2 separate regions of the Zea mays genome follow, and region 2 is linked to region 1. A link is a contact called in public Hi-C data. All regions are on one chromosome and are shown on one strand. The core of a region is the stretch at or near the end of the contact, and the rest is flanking DNA. Distances in the headings are between cores, read along the strand shown.

What was found. A called contact is a pair of places that touch in the nucleus more often than the background predicts.
Region 2: a Hi-C map of ear shows a contact between it and region 1, with 4 times the contacts expected there. The contact joins the enhancer-like site here to the promoter of LOC100286027 in region 1. A contact is called at or near these places in 10 of 25 Hi-C or Micro-C datasets (ear, endosperm, leaf and 2 more) and 2 of 3 datasets of contacts at active chromatin or transcription factors (leaf and seedling).

What each region holds. Positions count from the first base shown.
Region 1 is chr6:159,088,865-159,091,564 of Zm-B73-REFERENCE-NAM-5.0, reverse strand. LOC100286027 reads left to right here and starts at 1,261. Exons shown (of 5, transcript NM_001372368.1): 1 at 1,261-1,391; 2 at 1,981-2,140. The coding sequence starts at 2,100.
Region 2 is chr6:159,167,814-159,170,513 of Zm-B73-REFERENCE-NAM-5.0, reverse strand. No RefSeq gene overlaps it. Among protein-coding and RNA genes, the nearest start is that of LOC109940641, 15 kb to the left of the region's middle. Within about 2 kb of position 1,398, at least 17 of the 20 cell types and tissues checked have an H3K27ac peak or open chromatin away from gene starts, as enhancers often do. A contact at or near this core is called in ear, endosperm, leaf and 2 more, where this site is marked.

The DNA.
Region 1 (2,700 bases), core at 12-2,511:
GCGGCCTACACGGGAGAGAAGAGAAACATGTCGTTTGACTTTAGTCTATACCAATTTTTACTGGATTGTAGCAGCAGAATTCGATGCGAAACGCTCGCTGAACGCCGTACGCAGGATCGGCAGGGCAGAGAGCACGAGAAGAGAGGGAAGGGAGGAGTCGCCTGGTGACTGATCGATGGATCGATCATATGACGACGCCCGGCCCTTTTTCCCTCCACCGTCTCCTGACCGCACGGTTCCGGAAGGGAGGAGGATGGGGCGAGCGATTCCCGTCGTCTCCCAGGCTGCTTTGCTGCATGCAGCAGCGGGAGTGGAGACGTGGAGTGATTCCGCTCGCAGTAATGGCCGCGCGCGTCGGTCGCGCCTTTCGCAGCTCGGGACACATGCTCAGCGCAGGCAGGCAGGCAGGAATCTCCAAAGGGTCGGGCAGGGCAGGGCAGGCAGCGAGGGGGTGCGTGGCCTGCGTCGCGTCCATGTTGTTCTCTAGACGATCTCTCATGAGGCGGCGTGGGCGAGAGAGGCCTTCCTGCTTCGTCGCTGCGTTGTAGTAAATCGAGCATCTGCTTCCATCCGAGCTCTCTGCTCTGCGCATTTCTGTCGCGTAGTCCATGCAACGATGGTAAAATAAAAGGCGCACTGGTGTCTGGTGCACGTCTGCTGCTGTGGTCGTCTTGCAAGACATTACGGCAATAACTGGTGCCCACGTACAGCCACCCACTTGCAGCGGCTACGGCGAAAAACTACTCCAGCCGATCACATAACCGGAGGAAAAAGAAGAAGAAGAAGAAGAGAGCCGAGGAACAACCGATCAAACAGGCCCCGAGGCTAATTCAGGTTGAAAGCGTATTCCAGCAGAGCCAGGCGCGTGTCAACCAGCAATTCTAAAATCGAAACCGACAAGCATGCCATCAGCTATAGCGTGTATGTATGCCGAACATTTTTATTTTTTACCGCGAGGCAAGTTTTCTCACGGAACGGAAGCGCTAACGCATGCCATGCGTGTATGTATGTATTTTCCCTAGCTTCCCCGGCCTCGGCCTCGCAGTAGAAGATTAGTTAGGCCTTGACCCGTAGTCCACACCCGTACGCCCGCCTAATAATTGGCAGAGACGGCCGGAAACAGCCCCCCTCCTCATCACCGTTGCCGCGCACCCCCCGCCTCCGTCTCCCCCGCGTCGGCGTACTCACCAGTCACATATATAGAGCTTCGTCCCCTCCCGAGCTCGCACACCGAGTTCTTCTTCTTAATCTTCCTCTTCGTCTCCTTCTAGTAGTGGGCAGAGAGAGATCGAGTGCTAGGGGAGAAGCAAGCAAGCCAGGCAGCAGCAACCGCGCCTGGTTTCCTCCTCCTCCTCCTCGTGGGCTCACACAAGGCTTCCTTCGGTTCGGGGGTACTACATCACGACCACGGCCCCCTCCGCTTTCTTTCTGGCTATATGATCGCCGTTTGTTTGTTCTTGGTCTCCTGGTTTCGATTTGGTTTGGATGCTGCCTAGTCTCCTCTCTGCTCTGCTCTGCTCCATCGCTGCCGCAGCGTGCGCTTGATCCTCGTTCGTTCCCGCTCGCCTTTTTTTTTCCCCCTGCCACTTGTTACTCCCAGACTTTATTTATTTATTTATGTTTTGGCGGATGCTGTTGGGTCTCCAACTCCAACGCTGGGCGTCTCCCCTCCCTTGCTTTTCCTTTCCCTCCTCTTCTGTCGTACTACTACGCTGGCCTGGCTGCCAGTGCCACGCACGCACGAACGCGCGCTTCTCTCAGCCCTCGCCCCGCGTCCTGCGCTCACGTTGTGCCTCTTCCTTGCCTCGTATTTTGTTCGTAGAAATAACCCTCTCATCGATCCCCTCTATCTTTTTTTTTCTCTCTCTCGTTATACTGCCAGTATCTTTGGTAAAAGCCGCTAGGGCGGCGGGGTTCCGTTGGCCTGCATGTTTTACATGACATTTCGCCCTTCTTTTTTTTTCATTTTGTTTGCCTCAGGTGTGCGAAGCGGCGCAACGGCGGAGGCGGCTCTAGCATCACCGGCCGACGGTCCTCCTCCTTCTCACGAAAGGCACTAGAGGAGCGGCGGCGGCGGCGGCGCATCAAGCACCGCACCGATGGGCCCACTGGAGCCGCGCTACCGTCCAGGCGGCGCCCCGTAAGATCTCCCTCCCTCGCTCACCATCTCAACCATATCCGCTTCTGTTTTTTTTTTCCTTTCCTTTCTTCTCGCACGTACAGTACGCCGCATTAGATTGGATCGATCCTTATCGGGCCGACCAGGCGGAGGGAGACGACGGCGACAGCGCGGCGAGCCGGTGACACGTCGTCCCGTTCCACCCCTCCTCCTCCGTCTTCCTCTTAATTGCCGGCCTGGCGCCGCGCAGCGGTTGGTGGTTACGATTACGAACAGCCTCGCTGCGGCATCCTCGCAGCATTAACCGCGACAAAATCAAATCTCCCCCCTCCCCCGCGGCCCGCGCTCGCATCCGATCCTCCATTGATTGCTGATTAGTGGCAGCGCTCGGTATCGCATCTTCAGTTTTGCCGCCTGTACTGTACCATCACCGCGAGGCCGCGATCTCATCGTCATCATCATTACACATCGTCATCATCACCGCGAGTCTCCGCTGGACGCCGCCTGCAGCCTAGCTAGCTTAACCCGGTCGGCCGGCCGGCCGTCGTCCTCCCATCCCATCCGAGGTGAAGCTGACGTGT
Region 2 (2,700 bases), core at 149-2,648, 79 kb before region 1:
TATTTGATTATAACGTTGAGAATGTGAGCTTTGATAGTTGAATTTATCGTTTGTTTAGACCCTCTAGAGATAATTGTTAGCAGCTAAATTCCTGTATTACTAATGGAATCTTAATGTTTTTTTACCATGATTGTTAGCAGATAATTGTTGATTCTGAGGAACTTTGCATATTCTTCACGTTTGGTTATTCCGAGGAACTCAAAGCTACATGTCCATTGCATATCCATAGTTTCAAAAGCCAAGGATGAGTTGCCACAGGCAGTGCGTGCTTGTGAATGGTGTCGTGCCCACTTCTCTTCACCTTATGGTGGAAACACGCTGCTGCATGCCGTTCACGACCAGCTTCGAGCCGCCTCCACCTTACTCACTGAAGTTGGCTGTGGGGCGGAAGCCAACCGAGGGCAAGCAGCCGCGGTCCTGGCTGGCTGCTGAAGCACCTGTAGCGTCAGAAGAGGGCGTGCAAATGGGGCCACTTTGGGAGATTATGTTGTTGCCAATGGTCTTTGAGCACATTGAACCACTCGACGCCTGGTACTGCTGGTTCTGCTCCTGGAGCTGCTGCTTTGTGTTGAGGAACCGCCCTCCTGAGCCACGGGCCCGCTTCATGGCATGACGGTGTCGAGACTCATGAAGGTATGGCTGCGAAGAATGGAGACTTCGTGATGCGTATTTGCCAGGTGAACTATATAGCTGAAGTAACAGAACTGTACAGCCTGTATAGAAATGCAGGGCTAATTCATGCAGCTTTCAGATCAGAGAAGAACAGATGAAAACGTGGTGCAGAAGCCAAGAAAAGCTTGGTCCTAGCTATTTAGCTGCTAACAATTATCTGCAACGAATAACTCGATGGACACCATTTGTTGATTCCTTCTGCAACCACATTTGCAGATCTCAACTCCTTCGTGTCGGTGCCATGGTGTGGGGCGCCACCACCAGACACGCAGTGAGAGCCACACATGGAGTTTGTAAGATAGTAAGGGCGATGGTAATTTGTGTTGTTTGCTTTCATGTAATCATTGTGCACTAATATTTTGTTGAACAATTTATATACCATTGCAATACACAGGTATTGTAATATCTATGTTTTATAATATTTTTTACTCTCGTGGCAACGCACGGGCACATACCTAGTAAGTTAATAAGTAGTATAGATAAAGGAGAGCAACTTGTTAGCGCAACTAATATTTTTACAGTATACATATTTCAAGTCATAAATATTGACATTGTTTTGTACTATAAACGTATAAACGTTTTTTAAGGCTATATAACCTTTGTTTAAGTTATACGTGGCCAATGGACCGTGTGATTTAATTGGGCCAAGGCGAAGTCGGAGCCCAAACACGACCCTCGTGACCTTAAAGTTATGATAGTAGCAGTAGCCTCCGCTCAGAGCGTGCCCTTCCTTCCTGTTGGGCCCAAAACCAATTCGGCCTAGATAGGGTAGACGACGATCGGTATGTCGACGTCGTACTCGATCAAATCTGAAGCAACTGCCTCGTGACACCGACCACATTCAAAAAGAGATACGTAGTCGTCTCGTGTTCGCGTGTGCCAGTGTAGCCACAACACAAACAATTCTAACAGACGATACATATAAGCAATGCATTTTGCACGCTCCAGCCAAGGACAGCTAAAAATGTATATATCCTCTCTGCTCAATGCATCGTGTACGGTCGCGTGCCAGAAGCATTGAATACGACGCATTTTGTCTAATACATGTCTTCATTGAAACCAAAGACTGCCTTTTTTGCGTGTCCATTTGCATGCTGTTTTTTCGTGTCCCATTGGGGTCGCCGGGTCGGTCTGAGTGTTGTACTGTTTGTGGCCCTGCACTGCACCCACCCTTGCTTCTCCCTGGGCCTATCGCGGTACGGGTCGAGGCCTATAGGGACGAGTAATTAATTGGCCAATCTTGGGATACCCGGCATACCATCGGTCTCTTTCGAGGCAGAAATGATCAGTGCGGTGCGGCTGCATTTCTGAACGAAAACGAAGGTCATCAGGGCTACTACGCGCGCGGTACGTGCGGTGTCGCGATGATGATTTTATTGGACACGCACAACCGTACTGCACCAATCATTACAGTTCAGTTCGGAACACGCCTATTATTGGCCCGCGCGAAAATAATATGTTATGTTTGTCCAAATTAGAAAGCGATGACATTTCACCAAATTAAATCAGCCGAGACAATAATGCATTGTGTGCATATATATATGTGTACAGGTGGTACAAACTATAAATTAATTAAAACACTATGCACCGCTATATATGCAATCACTGCTGCCTACATTATCTCAGTGATCATTTCGGCTTAATGGCAGAACGTGTGCATCCGACTAAGAGTGTGATTCGTTTTTATATAGAGGTGGATGCCCGGCCTATCCGTTTTTTATTAAGTATATTAACACAGACGATCGCCTTATGCTCACCTTCTACGTTCAGACCCGTTAACACTTAACAGAGGCAAGACATAGCATGCTCGTCTGCCTTGACGACAACGTTTAGGCATCTATCTGACTCCGTTGAAGTATTAACTGAGACGACCCTGTTTACTATGCCCACCTTCATTAACTATTTTTTTAGATTTAAATATATATTTCTACTATTCTATTTGAATTTTATTTAACACAAACAAATAATACTGGTGCTCGGTGTTGATGCCAAGATGGAGGCTACACCATGGCTCTACAGACTGAGGTA